Linked DNA regions of Sus scrofa: region 2 is linked to region 1. The links are chromatin contacts, called in public Hi-C maps. All regions are on one chromosome and are shown on one strand. Each heading gives the region's core, a stretch centred on a gene start, on an enhancer-like site or on the middle of the called end of the contact. The rest is flanking DNA. Distances are from core to core; before and after follow the strand shown. Region 1 overlaps LOC106507571. Region 2 overlaps LOC102162742 (a long non-coding RNA gene).

Region 1 (3,462 bases), core at 104-2,603:
TAGGGAAGGTTGCTCTTCTCTCCAAAACCATCCAGAACATGCTCGTGCTTCTGAAAGAGAAGTTCCAGATGTGTCTCTCCTGCAAATAATACATCATGTGAGGCAAGTGATGATGTTCGTCACGTGGACAAAAGAACAACTTACCTGGTCCCCGAGCTGTTCCCCAAACCCATCCACTAGTCATTGTAAGAGATGCAGTGTGTGTGATGCCTGGGATATTTGAGAGCTCTTTAAGCATAGCAATACCCACTAACTCAGATGCCAGACTTCTAGTAACTTAACCAACATTCAGTCCTGAAATTAGATACAAATGAGAAGGGCTTGATTTAGGTAGGAATGGCTTTCAAAAAGCTCCCCCACACTCACATACATTTTAGCACTCAAAGGGCTCTAACTTGTTACAGGTTTCTAATAAACCCTCATATGGGCTCCAGCCTATAACAGACAATTAGAAAGATGCCATACAGAGTTTTTGTCGTGGCACAGAAGAAACGAATCTGACCAGGAACCATGAGGTTGCGGGTTTGATCCCTGGCCTCCTCAGTGGGTTGAGGATCCAGTGTGACCATGAGCTGTGGTGTAGGTTGCAGACGTGGCTCAGATGTGGCATTGCTGTGTGCTGTGGCAGCTACAGCTCCGATTAGACCCCTAGCCTGGGAACCTCCATATGCCAGGAGTGCGGCCCTAAAAACAAACAAACAAACAAGCTGCCATATACTGCTTGGCCCAGGGAGGGTGATGAGGTAGATCACTTGCTGGTTCAGAGAAGGATCCATATTCAAAGAAGCAGGAACCCTGCTCTGCACAACAATCCCACAGGCGACCAGCAGTAAAGAAAGAAGCAAGTGACAGCCTCGAGTAGGGAAACTCTGCAATTTCTGTTAACACTGGCAGAAGAGAGAACCAGTAGGTGAAGGAGTGAGGTAGATGCCATCCTGGCTGCATCCCACAGGTCCTGGAACAGCAGCTCTGACTCAGAAAGTGAGATCCATTTCCTGCGAGGCTGTGGTCTAGAATGGAATTATCAGGAAAGACAAGCCACCAAGGAAGACAAAGGCAGATTGCCCTCCACGTACAACAAACAGGAGCTTCCCCCAAGGCCATTTAACGTTTTCTCGGCAGAGGGATGCAAGCCAGTCCACATCTCCATGACCATGAACTGGAACGATATCTCTGCACTTGGATGACAGTAGCTGCATAGTAGGTCTACACACAGCAGTCAGAGCGGGGGACCAGGGCTTCCTTTTGGTTACTCAGGTCTCTGGATTCTTAGAACCTCTGTGGTATGTCTGAGTACTCCTCTTAGACGGCGTGAGCCTCCGTCCCCGGCCATGGGTAAGAGATCCGGACATTCCATTTGTTTATTTTTGTTGCTGTTGGCAACAAAGATAGTCTGAATCTTGGCAAAGGCAGGCTGCCCAGAGCCCCAGGGGGATAGAGTTGAGCACTGAGAGAAAAAGAGAAACAGACAACTGTGCGTCTGTGCTCAGCCCAGGGAATGCGATTCTAACTTCAGAGCTTGGGACCAGAGCTCCTTAAAATTCTACATTTTAGGTTCAGGTAGTCCACGGCTGCCTAATTCAGACACCTCCAGGTGGGAGAAACCTCTGCTACCAATTCAAGGAAAAACTGAGTTTCCCTCAAAAAATGGTTTCTTCTTTTCTACTGTCTCCCCAACCCCTCTTCCTGTTGTGTTATAGCAACTGAGAATCACATAAGCGACAAGGTCTCCTGCTTTGTTTTGGCCACTGCGAAGCTTAAGTAAAAATCTGGCCAATGTTCAGTGTGCAACGCTCATACAGTGACTGCCGCTTTTGTCTGAGTACCATCCCTTTTCCTTACACGAAAACAGACCCACCCAAGAATAGAGGCTTCAGAATGAGACTGGTTTGATTAACATACAAATCCCCCTAGCAGAGTTCCCCTTGTTGCTCAGAGGGTTAAGGACCCCATGTTATCTGAGGATGAGAGTTCCATGCCTGGCCTCACTCAGTGCGCTAAGGATTTGGTGTTGCTGTGGCTGTGGCATAGGCTGGCAACTATATCTCTGATTTAGCCCCTGTCTGGGGAACTTCCATGCTTTATCAAAAAAGAAAAAAAAAAAAAAAAAGAAAAAAGAAACAAAAGAGAAAATCCCCCTAGCAAGAGAGCTTTGCCCAGGTATGTCATGTAAGCCAAGCTACTTCACCCCAGTTACACAGGGCATAGAAAAACAGAGATGAGGAGTTCCCGTGGTGGCGCAGTGGTTAACGAATCCGACTAGGAACCATGAAGTTGCGGGTTCGGTCCCTGCCCTTGCTCAGTGGGTTGACAATCCGGCGTTGCCGTGAGCTGTGGTGTAGGTTGCAGACGCGGCTTGGATCCCGCGTTGCTGTGGCTCTGGCGTAGGCCGGTGGCTACAGCTCCGATTCGACCCCTAGCCTGGGAACCTCCACATGCTGGGGGAGCGGCCCAAGAAATAGCAACAACAACAACAACAACAAAAAGACAAAAAAAAAAAAAAAAAAAGAAAAAGAAAAACAGAGATGAAACACCTACAGAGAGGGTCCTGTCAGTGCTCAGGAGCTAATTCTGGCCAGCCTCAAGGCCACTTCCACATTCCTCACTACTGCAGGATTTTATAACGCCGCAATTATTTCCCTGTTCGTCCAAGGAACTCAAGGCTAGATCTCTGGCACCTGCAACCAGAACATGAAGACAGGCTCTGCCTGGGGGGTGTTTTCCTGGCTTCTGTATTTTCCCTTCATCTTGATTCCTTCTATTATTTGCTCTTTTCCTTTTGTATCACATGTAATTTTCCAAACTGCCTCAAATTCTTTGTGAGGAGTGGCAGAGTATAAACATGTACGTGGTATCAAATAATTTCAAATACGGTACTTTTTCTCTCTGACACAACTGTTGATAATGGTAGCCTGCGACATTAAGGGAAGGTTAACTTTGTTTCTGTATTTTCTGTTTCAAAAAGCAAAGAAGTGTGTGATACCTTCCGTAAAGGTTTCCCTTTGCAATAGTTAAAATAAGCCATTTCCAGTGGGATCAATGCTAAGTCTCAGTTATTTGAAAAATTCACTTTTGTGGAAAAGCACACTTCCTAAATTAACCCAGCACATGCAATATCACTATACTAAAAATACATTTAAAAAATGACAACTCACAGGACAACCAAAAGTGACGTAGGCAGCTGTATTTTAGTGTCGCCATCTTTTTTAGAAACAATTCTCTAGGCTACACAGACTTCCTAAAGCATAATAGTATTTCATCCCAGACTCTAATTTCCTAGAGACCATTGTGCATGATGATTTCATGTGTATGCCCCTGTGTACTTTGCCTAGTCAAATAAATACCTCGGCGCGATGATGTCTTATTTGATAGAGGAAAGTAAATGATAATAGGACCCATTTCTTTGGTGATCAACAGCTTAAAACATAAAACCCTTCTGGTTTTTATTTTAAATTACATTCT
Region 2 (3,323 bases), core at 125-2,624, 350 kb before region 1:
AGTCTACTTTACCTCTAAGAAAAGCTGACCCTGAGAAAACACTGACATGACTTTTGGGACTAATTCTGGAAGTTACCTCTCTATCTGTTGGTCTTGTTCAAGTGCCCCATGGGTTTTACGTGTGGACCTGCGCTGAAATCCTGTCTGTCCCACTGGCTAACCGTGCCATCTTGGTTAAGTCTCCTCATCTCACCAAATCACCTTCCTTTCCATTATATAACTAGTGAAATGAAAGACACGTCACATTCCACCTCTGCCAGGATGTCTTCTCTACTAAAGGGAGTTATTACGAATAGTAAAATCCTAAAGAAATGATATGAAACTGACATCCATTCTGGTTTCCTTTCTGCAAAACTGAAAGGGAAACCCACTGTGGGGTGAAGGGTGAGCAAGAACCTGAACTGCTATTTCTCAAATGCCTTCCACATGTGTATCCTTGCTGCTGCCTGTACTTTGCTGTGGTTTGTAAGTAGGTGGCGGATACTCTTTTGGATTAGATCACTCAGAGGGGCCGCCTGAACTGGTTTGTCCTCCATGTGGTACAGAGTGAGAACAGGCACAGCAGTCACACGAAAGACAGGATTTGGAGTGAGAACAGGGTCTTTACTATGTGCATTGTTGTCGGAGACCACTGTGTCCAGCGCAACCATCAAAACCAGTAGTGAGTACGCCTTTTCTGTAAGGGCCAGAGGGTAAATATTTGAGACTTTGTGAGCCAGATGGTCTTGGTGGATGGTCTTGGTGGCAACCCCTCAGCTCTGCCATTGGAGCTCGAAAGCAGTCATAGTTGATACATAAAGGAATGGATACACATGGTTGCTTTCCAAGAGAACGTTGTTTACATAAGCAGAAGGTGGGCTCACGTGGGCCACAGGCCAAGCCTGTGGCCTAGTTCTCCAAGCCTCAATGTATGTATCTTCAACACGAGGACAACAGAGGTTCACAAAGATTAAAGAGTATAATGCAAATGAAGCATCGGAGCCCACAGCCTGACCTGTGAAAGATCTCCAAAAAGTTATTTCTTCCCATCTTTTTTCTCCCAAGTGCTTCTGTACAGTGAGGAGTTGGGAAAGAATGCACGCAAAGGTCCTTCCCAGCCCTGTGATTTTATGAAATTGCCCGTCAAAAAAAAAAAAAAAAAAAAAAAAAAAAAAAAGCAAGAAAGAGCGTGCCAGGGAGAAAAATTGTATGCGTGTTCTTTTTCTCTGCAAAATCTGACCACAAGAAGCATTAAATCAATCAGATGACAAAGCAGAATATGAAAAATTGAGTTGGTTTAGTCCCAAGTATGCAGGAGGCCTGTGCTATTGGGATCTGAAGCAGACAAGAAAAAAAAAAAGGGAAATGTTTTCTACACATTATGTGCTTTGGCTATTCTGTGACTCCCACATAATTCATCACTGGAAAACTTTGAGTGCAATAAACATTTCCCCTAGTTTAGTAGCTGCTCTGACCAAGAACAAAGTCATTAACAAAAATGCAGATAAATACAAGGCAAATAATGATATTCCCAATTGCTTCTGTGTCAACCAGCTCAGCCCATCAATCTTGCCTGACTGGTTAAGAAGGAACTGAGAGAATTTATAACCGGGGAAGATTTCTCTCTAAAGCATTTCCACCTCACAGACGAGGGCAAGGATGAATCATCCAGAAAGTCCCGGGAAACTGAATGAACGCTCTTCATCTTCAGAGCCTCCCCTCAGAGGCACTCTGTCTGGCACTGATGCACGGACACCCTGCCTTTCTGGGACCAGGGCTCCCCTCATGGGGCACTTTTTTTTCAGGCAAAGCTGAGGGCTGGATTTATAATTTTCAGAGCCCCCTCTCTGCATTCCTCGGAGAAGGTGTAGCCTCAGGAGCTCCTGGTGTGCCCATCCTGATTGGCAGGGGTGAGGGTAGAGGGCTCAGCAACTTTTCTCAATCCTTGGTCCTGATGCCAACACTCATTTAGAGTTAAGTTCTAGTTTTTCGGCCCGTTGCTCTGATTGCCTCTCTTCTGTATTCACTTCATTGACCTCGGTTTCACCTCCTCATGCAGTTTTTTTTTGGTTTTTTGGTCCTTTTTGGGCCACACCCGCAGCATACAGAAGTTCCCAGGCTAGGGGTCAAATTGGAGCTATAGCTGCCAACCTACACCACAGCCACAGCAACTGGGGATCTGAGCTGTGTCTGTGACCTACACCACAGCTCATGGCAATGCTGGATCCCTGACCCACTGAGCGAGGCCAGGGATCAAATCAGCATCCTCATGGATACTAGTCGGATTCCTTTCCACTGCACCACAGTGGGAACTCCCATTCTCATCTGCTTTTAAGGAGCAGTGTCTAGTCTTCTCCCCCCAGCACCCTCCTTTCTCCCAGTTGTCACATTTACCCTCTTGGTAGCAGAGACCAGCTACATCTCAGCGCCTCAATCATCTTTATCTGTCCAGGCATTGCCTCTAAAGTGCAGTCCTGTATTCAACTCCTCGCTGCTCTCACCTCCTGCCTGCCCACCAGACACATCAACTGTAACACATCTGCCACACCTTCTAACCCTGCTTCGCCCCTCCTGTGACTTTATAAGTAACCTCTTCTGGATTCAGTGGCCCAGATCAGATCCTGGGTTGTGCTGGGTGCTTCCCTTTCTCTCAGCCCTAATGTCTCCACAGTAGCCATGACCTAGAGATAAAAACATCCCACAAGTGTCACAAAAGCATGTCCTCCTGGTCTATGGGATCACAGTGCTAGTGAGGGGGCTTATTCAGAGAAATGCCTTATTTTGGTCTCCCTGCCTCTACCCTGCCCCCTTCCACAGTTACTGATTTGGGTTTTCTGTGCGCTGTGATGGGATGACATAATTAGTATTTCTGACTGATGCAGACGTCCACAGTCTGCAGGAGCTGCTGCGGGGATGGAGTTAGAATTGGAAGCAGGGATACGTGGCTCACAATCTGATACAGTGACTCGGGCTTGGGGGAGAGAGAGGGGACTCAATGGAGGAAGAGAGAGGGTTGTGTTTGCAGCATCTGTGTATCAGGCTAGATGCTTTAACATCCTCTAATGGTGTCATCTCAAATCCCTTCAAGGAAAAGACTATTGTCTCCCCCGCCACCCAATATCCTAAGTGAGAAAATACCCTTGCGATGTTTAGTCTTAGGTGATCTCTTAGGATATGACAGATCCAGGATTCCAATCCAAGGCTGCCTGTGTATAACCCCCACCCCCATTAATCCCCATTGCCCACTTCCCAGAGGAGGGAGACCACAGAGCCATTTTGATAGACACATGGAGAAGAAATGGGCTGAGACTGGCCATGGACACACTCCCTCTTCCAAGAACACA

The links. A called contact is a pair of places that touch in the nucleus more often than the background predicts.
Region 2: a Hi-C map of embryonic fibroblasts shows a contact between it and region 1, with 2.5 times the contacts expected there. The contact joins two enhancer-like sites. A contact is called at or near these places in 2 of 47 Hi-C or Micro-C datasets (embryonic fibroblasts and epiblast stem cells).

Annotation. Positions count from the first base shown.
Region 1 is chr6:26,173,537-26,176,998 of Sscrofa11.1, reverse strand. LOC106507571 reads right to left here. Exons shown (of 8, transcript XM_021097535.1): 7 at 1-50. Among named protein-coding and RNA genes, the nearest start is that of CDH11, 300 kb to the right of the region's middle. Within about 2 kb of position 1,353, at least 13 of the 83 cell types and tissues checked have an H3K27ac peak or open chromatin away from gene starts, as enhancers often do. A contact at or near this core is called in embryonic fibroblasts, where this site is marked.
Region 2 is chr6:26,520,687-26,524,009 of Sscrofa11.1, reverse strand. All of the region lies in intron 7 of LOC102162742 (a long non-coding RNA gene), which reads left to right. Among named protein-coding and RNA genes, the nearest start is that of CDH5, 590 kb to the left of the region's middle. Within about 2 kb of position 1,374, at least 5 of the 83 cell types and tissues checked have an H3K27ac peak or open chromatin away from gene starts, as enhancers often do. A contact at or near this core is called in embryonic fibroblasts, where this site is marked.